2 separate regions of the Sus scrofa genome follow, and region 2 is linked to region 1. The links are chromatin contacts, called in public promoter capture Hi-C maps. All regions are on one chromosome and are shown on one strand. The core of a region is the stretch at or near the end of the contact, and the rest is flanking DNA. Distances in the headings are between cores, read along the strand shown. Region 1 has its middle 24 kb from the start of UCMA. Region 2 holds the start of LOC100736825 (protein transport protein SEC31-like).

Region 1 (4,957 bases), core at 1,605-4,104:
GTCAATGAGGGTCCCTGGACCTAGAATGCCAGGCTATAGGGGTCTGGTGGCTGCGTTTGCTTCTGTGTTGTATATACACAGAGAGCTCTGCTCACATACTCTTTTTAGCCAACTGCAATCTCTTTTTTTAAATTTTTCTTTTCACAGCCACACACACGGAAGTTCCCACACTAGGGGTCAAATCACAGCTGCAGCTGTAGGCCTACACCACAGCCACAGCAGCACTGGATCCAAGCCACACCTGTCACCTATGCTGTAGCTTGTGGCAACACCCGATCCTTAACTCATTGAGTGAGGCCACAGATCCTTGAACCTGCATCCTCATCCACTATGTTGAGTTCTTAACCCACTAAGCCACAGCAGGAACTCCTGCAATTCTTAAACAACATTCATATTACGGATAAAAATCTGTTCCTACCTTGCCCTATGATAATTACAGACTTTCCAGTTTTTTTTAATTTTGGGGTTTTTTTTGTCTTTTTGCCATTTCTAGGGCCGCTCCCACGGCATATGGAGGTTCCTAGGCTAGGGGTCTAATTGGAGCTGTAGCCACCGGCCTACTCCAGAGCTACAGCAACAAGCGATCTGAGCCTCGTCTACAACCTACACCACAGCTCACGGCAACGCCAGATCGTTAACCCACTGAGCAAGGGCAGGGATCAAACCAGCAACCTCATGGTTCCTATTCGGATTCGTTAACCACTGAGCCACAATGGGAACTCCCTGCTGCATGTTTATAAAGTGATTTTAATGCACTTGGACAAAAGTTCCTGGTGGGTGTGTTTGAATGCTGACTAATCACCCCTAGGGTGCAGATTAAACTTAATTAACACACACTGATATTCTGTGTTGTTGATTATTTTGGAATAACAGCTTTATCGAGATATAATTCACATATAACAGAACTGATCCATATAAAATGTACAATTTAATGGCTTTTAGTAGATTCACAGATACACGCAACCATCTCCAGTCAATTTCAGAATATTTGCATCACCTCAAAAAAAGCAAGCCTAAATACATACAAATCTTGAGAACTATTATTTCTTGGAACAAGGGGTTAGATAGGGAGAGAAAGAAATAGGACTTTTCTCATTTTTTGATTTTGATTTGAAGCAGGCAAATGCATTACTCATTCAGAAACTAAAGAAAAGGAATTCCCGTCATGGCTCAGCAGGTAAAGAATGCAACTTGTATCCATGAAGGTGTAGTTTCAATTCCTGGCCTCGCTCAGTGGGTTAAGTATACAGTGTTGCCATGAACTGTAGTGTAGGTTGTAGATGCAGCTCGCATCCCGAGTTGCTGTGGCTCTGGTGTAGGCCAGAGCTGTGGCTCTGATTCAATTCCATCCTTAGCCTGGGAACTTCCATATGTGGCTGGCAAAGCCCTAAAAAAAACAAAAACAAAAACAAAACAAAACCCAGAACCTAAAGTAAAATTATTTTCTTCTTCTCCTTCTCCTTTTTTTTTTTTTTTAGGGCCTCATGTGTGGCATATGGAAGGTCCCAGGATAAGGATCAAATCGAGCTGCAGCTGCTGACCTACACCATAGCCACAGCAACACAGAATCCGAGTTGTATCTGTGATCTACCCCACAGCTCATGGCAACACCGAATCCTTAACCCACTGAGCAAGGCCAGGGATTGAACCTACATCTTCATAGTTACTAGTTGGGTTTGTTTCCACTGAGCCACAACAGAAACTCCAGAAACTAAACTAAAATTTTAAATTAAAAAAATGAAAAGATATTAGAGTGACTCAGAGACTTGTCTGCCCTTCTGGGGTCTGCTGCTCCAGGTCAGGAGTTGGTAATCTTTTTGTACCAATGGCCAGAGAGCAAATATTCTTGGCTTCACAGGTTGTACTGTCTCTGTTGCAACAACTCAGGGAGGCAGCCAGAGAGACAACATGAAGGTAAAGAGGCATTGGCTGTGATCCTATAAAATTCTTTTTACAGGAGTTCCCATTGTGGGGCAGAAGAAACAAATCCAAAGAGCATCCATGAGGATGCACGTTCGATCCCTGGCCTTGCTCTATGGGTTGGGGATCTGACGTTGCCATGAGTTGTGGTGTAGGTCACAGATGAGTTTTGGATCCCAAATTGCTGTAACCATGGCTGTGGCAGGCAGCTGCAGCTCCGATTCGACCCCTGGAGACTTTCATATGCTGGGAACTTCCATATGCTGCAGTTGCAGCTCTGAAAATAGCAAAAAAAAAAAAAAAAGAAAAGAAAAGAAAAAATCTATTTACAAAAACAGGCGGTCTAACTGATTTGACCCAGGCTCTCATTAGCATGGTGTGCTCTGGATGAATGCACAGGGTCAGGAAAGCAAACAAGTCCTTTGTACCTTGGCAAGAAGCACCTGACCCAGTGGGAGCAGTGCTTTGGGATGATACCTCGCTGCTTCTTTAGGACAAAGAAGGTGCCATGAGCTTGACCCTGCCCAGTGCAGAGTGGGGCTTGCTTCTGTGTATGATAGATGGCTGCTACCTTTTTTCCTTCTCTTTTTAAAAATGCATCCTTATTTTTTTAATTGAGAAAGAACTGACATATAAACATTGTACTTGTTTTAGGTGTACAGCAGTGATGGTTTATGTGTGTGCCATGAAATGACTACCATAGTAGGTTTAATTAACATCCTCATTTTTTCTCTTGATGTGGCCCGTCTTTGTTTTTTTGTTTGTTTTGCTTTTTAGGGCCGCACATAGAGCTACAGCTGCTGGCCTCTGCCATGGCAACTCGGGATCTGAGCTGCGTCTTTGACCTACACCACAACTCATGGCAATGCCATGGGAGGCCAGGGACTAAACCGATGTCCTCTTGGATTCCTAGTCGGGTTCATTACTGCTGAGCCATGAGGGGAACTCCAGATATGTCTCATTGTTAATCAAGATTAAGACTCACCCCTGAGGCATGCGGTGTACCCTGTAGCCCAGAAAGGTGTTGCTCTGAGGCGTGGTGGAGAAGCTGATATATTCACAGATTCCACTTAAATACATGTATCTGTGTCCCTCAGAAATCTTGGCTGCAAACAACAGAAATGGATCTTGACCACAGGCAACAGAAAGGGACAGTGTAGATAGGTTCTCCAGGGCTTGGAGACCTACCGGGCAGCCAGGAGCCCAGGTGCAGTGGGCAAGAGCGCATGTGAGCGCATGCAAAGGGACAGGCTGGGCCAGTGACCATAGCGATAGGTGTGACCCTTCCCACCTCCACCCTAGACCCTGGGGCCCCTGCTCTGGAGCCAAGAGCTGGGGACAGAATGTGAGCCTTATGCCACTCACGGGCTGCCAGAGGGAGAGAGAGAGAGAGAGAAAATACAGGCCCTTCTGTTCCCTGTGTTTTGTGACATTACCACCTCCCTCAAGGCTGCACATCATGAAAGGTCTGGGACTGCCTCGAAGCACAGGTTGCAAAGAGGAGGAGGTCAGCTCCAACGTCACTGTCTGCTACAACATGTACCCAGCTTGGACTCACACTCTGCAGTTCAGAGAGTCCATGCAGGAGGAGGACGAAACCCACTCCGAGCCTGATCAAGGGAAGGGCTGTGACACAGGATACCTCATTTGTGTCCTGACTCAGTCCTTTCCTAGATGTCCTGTCTTGGCCCTTACATGACAAGCTCATCACCCAGTACGAGGTCAGTCTCTGGGAAGCGCACGGCAGTTACCTGTCCTTCTATTCTGATGAGGGGCAACGTTCTTCAAGCTGCAGGGGTGACCCATTATGGGGTCACTGAGAGTAATTAGTAGAAGCCTCTATTTCTAAATGAAAGAGATAATAGAATAGAGAGGAAAAAATGGGGAAGAAAAGATCAGAGAACACGTCACACGGCAAGGAAAAGCAGTGTTTCCATTTTAAGTGTGCACACGTATTTTGGGTCACGACGCAGAACAGATTTTTTACTGGTGGATGTGGTCACAAAGCATGCAATCCATTAGTCAAGCTCATGACATACATGCTGTATTAGTGTGCTCAGGCTGCCATAACAAATACGCCAGACTGGGTGGCTTGAACAGAAAAGTTTATTTTCGTACAGTTCTGGGGTCAGAAGTCCAAGATCCAAGGGTTGGTTCCTTCTAAGGCCTCTTTCTTTGGCTTGAGGAGGGTTGCCTTCTCCCTGTGCCTTCACATGGTCTTCTCTCTGTCTGGACCGAAACTCCTCCTCTTGCAAGGACATTGACTACATTTGATGATAAGGACCTTATTATTTAGCCTTACTTACCACTCTGATGACCCTATCTCCAAATACAGTCACATTCTGAGATGCTGAAGGTTAGGAATTTAGGGGAACACAATTCAGCCCATAGCATATATTACTGGAATTTTTAAGCAGCTGATGAAGGTGCAGGAGCTTCAGCCTGGCTCCAGTTTTTTGGGTTTTTTTGTTTGTTTTTTGGCTTTGCCTGCAGCATGTGGAAGTTCCTGGGCCAGGGATAGAACTAGCATCACTGCAATGACCTGAGCTGCTTCACATACAATGATGGCTTAACCCACTCAGCCACCAGGGAACTCCTAAAATTGGTATTTCCTGGGATAATTTATACTCCTAATAGTTTAGAGACAGCCAATATTTGTCACTGATTTGAGACAATTTTTAAAAATTGTGGCAAGGATGGTATGGAGGTCATTTTTAGAGGAAAGAAGGAGTTAGGGCCCAAAAGGATATAAATAAAACACCTAACTTATTTCTGAGTCACCGATTTTGCGTCTTTCATTTCCAGAGCAAAAGGTATCGAAGAACATAGACTTTGGAGTTCCCCTTGTGGCACAGTGGAAATGAATCCGACTACTATCCCTGAGGACGCAAGTGTGATCCCTGGCCTGTTCAGTCAGTCAGGGATCTGGAGCTGCTTGAGCTATGGTGTAGGTCACAGACACAGATTGGATCCTGTGTTGCTATGGCTGTGGTGTAGGCTGGCAGCTGTAGCTCTGATTCAACCCCTAGCCTGAGAA
Region 2 (4,957 bases), core at 1,329-3,828, 150 kb after region 1:
CCAGTCACCTAGAAGACTCTAATCACCGTCCCCTCTCAACAGGCTACATTTAAACTCCACTTGTACAGTCCAGTCCATTACTGGGCAGTCCCTGGACCTCTCCAGCCCACTCCAAGCTGTGCGTGCCTGGGTTGGGTGGAGGAGTGGCCAAGGCACCCAGCTTTTCTCTCCCTCCCGCAAAGAGCTAGGGGAGGAGGCTTTTGATGTTGTAAGTTTCGGTTTTCCATTTCATCTTAAACAATTCTGTAGCATATGTTTCCATACAGCAGTTTTCCTGGTGAAGCAAACAGGCTAGATGGAACCTGAGTTTCATTTTCTCCTAGTGATGTTTACTGCCTCCTGCTTGCACAACAGAAACAATTCCTTTGGGATTTTCAGCCTCATCAAATATTCATATTCTCTATGTATGTATCTAGACATATATAGATATACACAAACACAGACATACTCTCTAGACAACGGTTTATGAAGATTCCTTTCAGGTGTTCAGTACTCCCACCACTTTAGAAAGCGGCCCCCACCTTAGTGTCCTGGGCCATCTCAAAAAGCTAGAGAGCAGTTAAAGTCTTCCAAAGGTGTGTCCTTAACCCCTTCCCTTATAATAAGGAACTGGCCGTATAATCATTCCCAACCTAGGGGAGGATGTCACCCTTAAACCACCTTCCTGACTCAGAGGAAGTCACCTGCGGCCAGCTAAGCGGGTAAAAGAGGGGGAAGGGAGCTTTGGGATGGACGGCCCCGCTGCCCTTTCGCACCAGGTCAGGATTCGCCGGGGCCCGGAAACCTTCCTAGCGTAGCCGCCTCACCGCAGGGGACGCCCCACCCTTCGCCACCCACACTTCTACCGGCTCCTGGTGTCAGAGACAGGGGCTGCGGAAACAGCTCCAGCGCGAAGAGGGAGCCACTGGTCTCGCCGAGCCCCTGCCCACCCCTCTGCTCCCGCTCACCCGGCGCTCGGGATCCAACCTCCCTCGGGGTCACTGCTTCCTCGGCATCTTGCCGGCTGGGAAAGGGCTCCGGACCCGGATGCAGACGCTGACCAGGGCACCGGCCGGGGGCGGTGGCGGGGGCTCGGAAGCCTGGGGCTGACGTGCGCCCTCGCGACCCCGCCCAGCGGTGCTCAGCTGACAGTCCCGCTGGCCTCCCCACCTCCGCGGGGGAATTTCCCGGGCCCCGCCTCCCTAAGGCCCCGCCCCAACTCCCCGCCCCCTCGCCAGGCCGCGCCCCTCCTCAGGTCTCTCTCCCAAACGCCCCGCCCCGCATAGGCCCCAGCGGATCGCGCCACCCCTTCTCTCCCATGAGCCAGCCTACAACTCTAGGCCCTGACCTGGTTAATGCCGGATTGGCCAAGGTGAATAAGCGTTGGTGGTATGATTAGCGTAGCTCCCTCCCAAGGTGTCAGTGTGACGACCGTGACATTCTTCCTTGATTAAAATAAATTACTAATTAAATGAAGTGTAAGGAGTCGGTCTTCGCTGCGGGGGGGGGTCCCTATATAAGTCCAGAGCCACTGGGGGCTGTGCCCCACGGAAAGAGAGGGACGATGGTCTCAGGCATCCTTGGGTCAAAGCCTAGATCTCTGTTAAAGGCCTTACATCTAGATATAGTTAACCTTGCACGCATGGCTTTCCACCGGGTTTTGTCCTTAAAATAGACTTTTAATTAAAAACACAAAGCCTCCAAGCGGTTTCTCAGATGCTGTCTCTCGGGCCTAAGTCCTAACTTCACCCAAATAAAACTTAACTCTAAAAAAAATATATATATATATAAATAATCAAATAAAAACAGGAAGCCTGCAGGATGCTTCTCGGATTCTTGTTCCCGGGGAACAAGCCATCAGCTGACAACTGGATGCTCCAGGTGCTCAAGGCAGGTGAGATTGCTGGATTGACCTGGATTTTATCTGGAATGGACTAGACAGAATGAAAAGAAAGAAATCAAGGGAGTTCCCCCATGTGGCTCAGCAATAACTCCGACTAGTATGCATGAGGATGCGGGTTGGATCTCTGGCCTTGCTCAGTGGGTCAAGGATCTGGCATTGCCATGAGTTATGAAGTAGGTCCCAGATGCCGCTCGGATCCCGCGTTGCTGTGGCGTAATCAGGCAGTTACAGCTCTGCCCCTAGCCTGGGAACTTCCATATGCCGCGGGTGCGGCCTTGAAAAAAAAAAAAGAAAAAAGGAAGGGAGGGAGGGAAAGAAAGGAAGAAAACCAGACGAGGAAGGGAGAGCCGCCTTAGTCTGCATTCCAAGCACCGCGAGAACGTAAAGGGATAAGCAAGGAAGCAGACGCAGGACACACAAGGCATCTGATCGCGAGGTCAAGGTCTCTGCCAAGCCAGTGTGGCAAGCTCTTCTGGTAACAAGCTCCTCGTGCAAGACAAGAAAACAGAAATTAGGGTGGGATCCTAGGAGGTGGGAGAGACGGTCTGGGAGCAGTTTTCTGCAGAAGACCAGGAAGGACATCACAGGAGGGAAGAGCTTGGTTTACAAATGAAGGGGCTGACACAGCCCCCATCAGCTGGATACCAAGCATGTAATTGAGCAAACAAGCTTCTCGCTAGTTAGATAGAAAAACGGATGGGGGAAGGGAAAGAAAAGAAATTCAAACGGGAAAAGGCGGACGCGCCCTCTCCTGGTCTCCTGAAGGATTCGACTCCTCTCTTGAGACCTCCTGCTCCAGGCCAGCTCTTCGTGCGTGGCCCTCCACACCCCCCTGAAGTTAACCCCCTACGCAGGGCTGGGAGGGCTAAAAGTCAGTACCTGCCCCAGACCCAATTCCTGAACGTTCCTCCTGCGATTGTTAGGGGTGCCTGGGGTAAGTTGACGCTACAGGCTCGCCTCCGCTATTTTAAACCGCATTAAGGAGAGATAAAATGAGTACTACAGAAGCTCTAAGCAGGGAAGGAATGGGGTGAGGAGGGGAGGGCATACGCAGCCGCTGGCTGTGCGGTGAAAAGGTCTAGGGTGGGGTAGTTTCTGGTACAGAAAGTGTGTCGAGGTGGTTTTCTCCTGACCCCCTTGGTCCTGAAAGCTTGAGCCCTCTCACCACTTCTTAACTATGTGACCTTGGACGTTACCTATCTTGCGGTGCCTCATTCTCTTTATCTGTAAAGTGGAGCCTATTACAGTCCAAAATTCCAAGAGCCTGAAAATCTAAAGCCTTTCTTAGTTCATTTGGTGGCAAAACCTGACCCAAACCGATGTAAAGTAAGTTGTATACAGTGTTAATTTCCATCACTTGGGATTATTTGTTTCCCTGAAGGCACCTTAATTAGTTTGTACGAAATCTGTTTCAGACCCTTTTGGGGAAGTGTATAAATTACATGCACCTTAATATCTTCCTAAAATCCAAAAAATTCTGCGTTCTGAAACAGCTTGCTCGGAAGACTTTAAATAAAGGATTTGGATATACAGAGCTTACTTCTTAACGTCATTGTGAGGATTAAGGGATAACACACGGAAGCACTCAGAACAATGCCTGATATGTCAGGTTAGTAGCTATTCTTACAGCAAGTGTTAAAGCCAGCTCTGCTTAGCTTAAAGAGTTGGGGTGGGGAGGAGGGTGGTGCCCCGTCCTCTCTGATGCTTCCATGACTAGATAGAATCTCAGCGCAGCTAAGAACACTGAAATTATAACATGCTTCCCCGCTGTTCACTGATGTGGTTTTGCGGTAGGTGAATGCAAAGCAGTGTGGGAGGCTATTTAGTGAGATGCTCATTGGTTTCATGCTTTCGGTGCCCCCTCTTGACATACCCCCTTTATTTGGAGAAATGGCTGATCCCCTTGTGTTTCCTATCGCCAAGTATATTTTGCAGGATTCTTGAAAGGCCAACCTTTCTTGTCTTTTGAGAAGGCTCATTCTCAGTAAATACATCATCTACTGCAGGTGTCCTGGCGGGAGAGGGCTGAGAGCCCAGGTGGGGTGAGAGATTTTCATAGCAGTTAGGAGGAAGGGTGCTTTCCCCTCCCCCATCCACAAGTGGAAGAGGGATGGAAGCTGGTGTTCTCTCAAGCATCAAAGACTCAAGCCTCAGCCCCTGATGCTCTAGGAGTAACACAGATATATGATGCATCTATTAGACCTTGGGAGCTTGGTCTCACAGCTTCGGGAGATTCTGGAATCCAGGCTTGTCATTAGCAATAACAGAGCTGGAGTTCCCATCGTGGCACAGTGGTTAATGAATCCGACTAGGAACCATGCGGTTGTGGGTTTGATCCCTGCCCTTGCTCAGTGGGTTAAGGATCCGGCGTTGCCGTGAGCTGTGGTGTAGGTCGCAGACACGGCTGGGATCACGTGTTGCTGTGGCTCTGGCGTAGGCCGGCAGCTCCGGCTCCGTTTCAACCCCTAGCCTGGGAACCTCCATATGCCGCAGGAGCGGCACAAGAAACGGCAAAAAGACAAAAAAAAAAAAAAAGAAAGAAAGAAAGAAAGAAATAACAGAGCAACATGCCTTCTCCTTAGAAGAACCTTTATGGTGGATGATGAGGGTTTCAGCATCAATGGGCTGATCAAGTTAAGGAGCTGAAGAAAAATGGCTCTAACTCCAATGGACACTAAAAGCCCTCCTGGAATTTTCTCTGACCCCAGAGAAGGAGAGCCTCTATTCAAGGCCTCATTAATGCCCAAGAGTAGATTTCCTTTACTCCTTCCGGGCAAGGGCTGGGTGGAGAAAAAGTAAAGATACATAACATTTTTATGTACATCTGAGCTAACAGACAAATATTCATGCTTCCTTCTGGGCGAGGGCTGGGTGGAAAGTAAAGATGTATAACATTTTTGCGCTCATTTGAGCTAGTAAAAAATATTCACACTTGGGACACCAGATCCAAAAACTCCCTATACTATTGTTGCCAAAACTCGGCCTCAGTGCACTGGTGTTGAATAGAATAGAAATGCATGGGCAGAGTTTGGGGCAAAGAAGAAAAAAAATAGCTTTATTGTTTTGCCAGGCAAA

The links. Promoter capture Hi-C pulls out the DNA fragments that hold promoters and counts their contacts.
Region 2: a promoter capture Hi-C map of liver shows a contact between it and region 1, with 5 times the contacts expected there. The contact joins the promoter of LOC100736825 here to the enhancer-like site in region 1. A contact is called at or near these places in 2 of 5 promoter capture datasets (both in liver), 6 of 47 Hi-C or Micro-C datasets (embryonic fibroblasts, fetal skeletal muscle, liver and 1 more) and 2 of 2 datasets of contacts at active chromatin or transcription factors (alveolar macrophages and skeletal muscle).

What each region holds. Positions count from the first base shown.
Region 1 is chr10:48,433,942-48,438,898 of Sscrofa11.1, forward strand. No RefSeq gene overlaps it. Among named protein-coding and RNA genes, the nearest start is that of UCMA, 24 kb to the right of the region's middle. Within about 2 kb of position 2,855, at least 6 of the 83 cell types and tissues checked have an H3K27ac peak or open chromatin away from gene starts, as enhancers often do. A contact at or near this core is called in liver, where this site is marked.
Region 2 is chr10:48,581,756-48,586,712 of Sscrofa11.1, forward strand. LOC100736825 (protein transport protein SEC31-like) reads left to right here and starts at 2,579. Exons shown (of 3, transcript XM_021064282.1): 1 at 2,579-2,816. The coding sequence starts at 2,579. It also overlaps a transcript of OPTN not described here.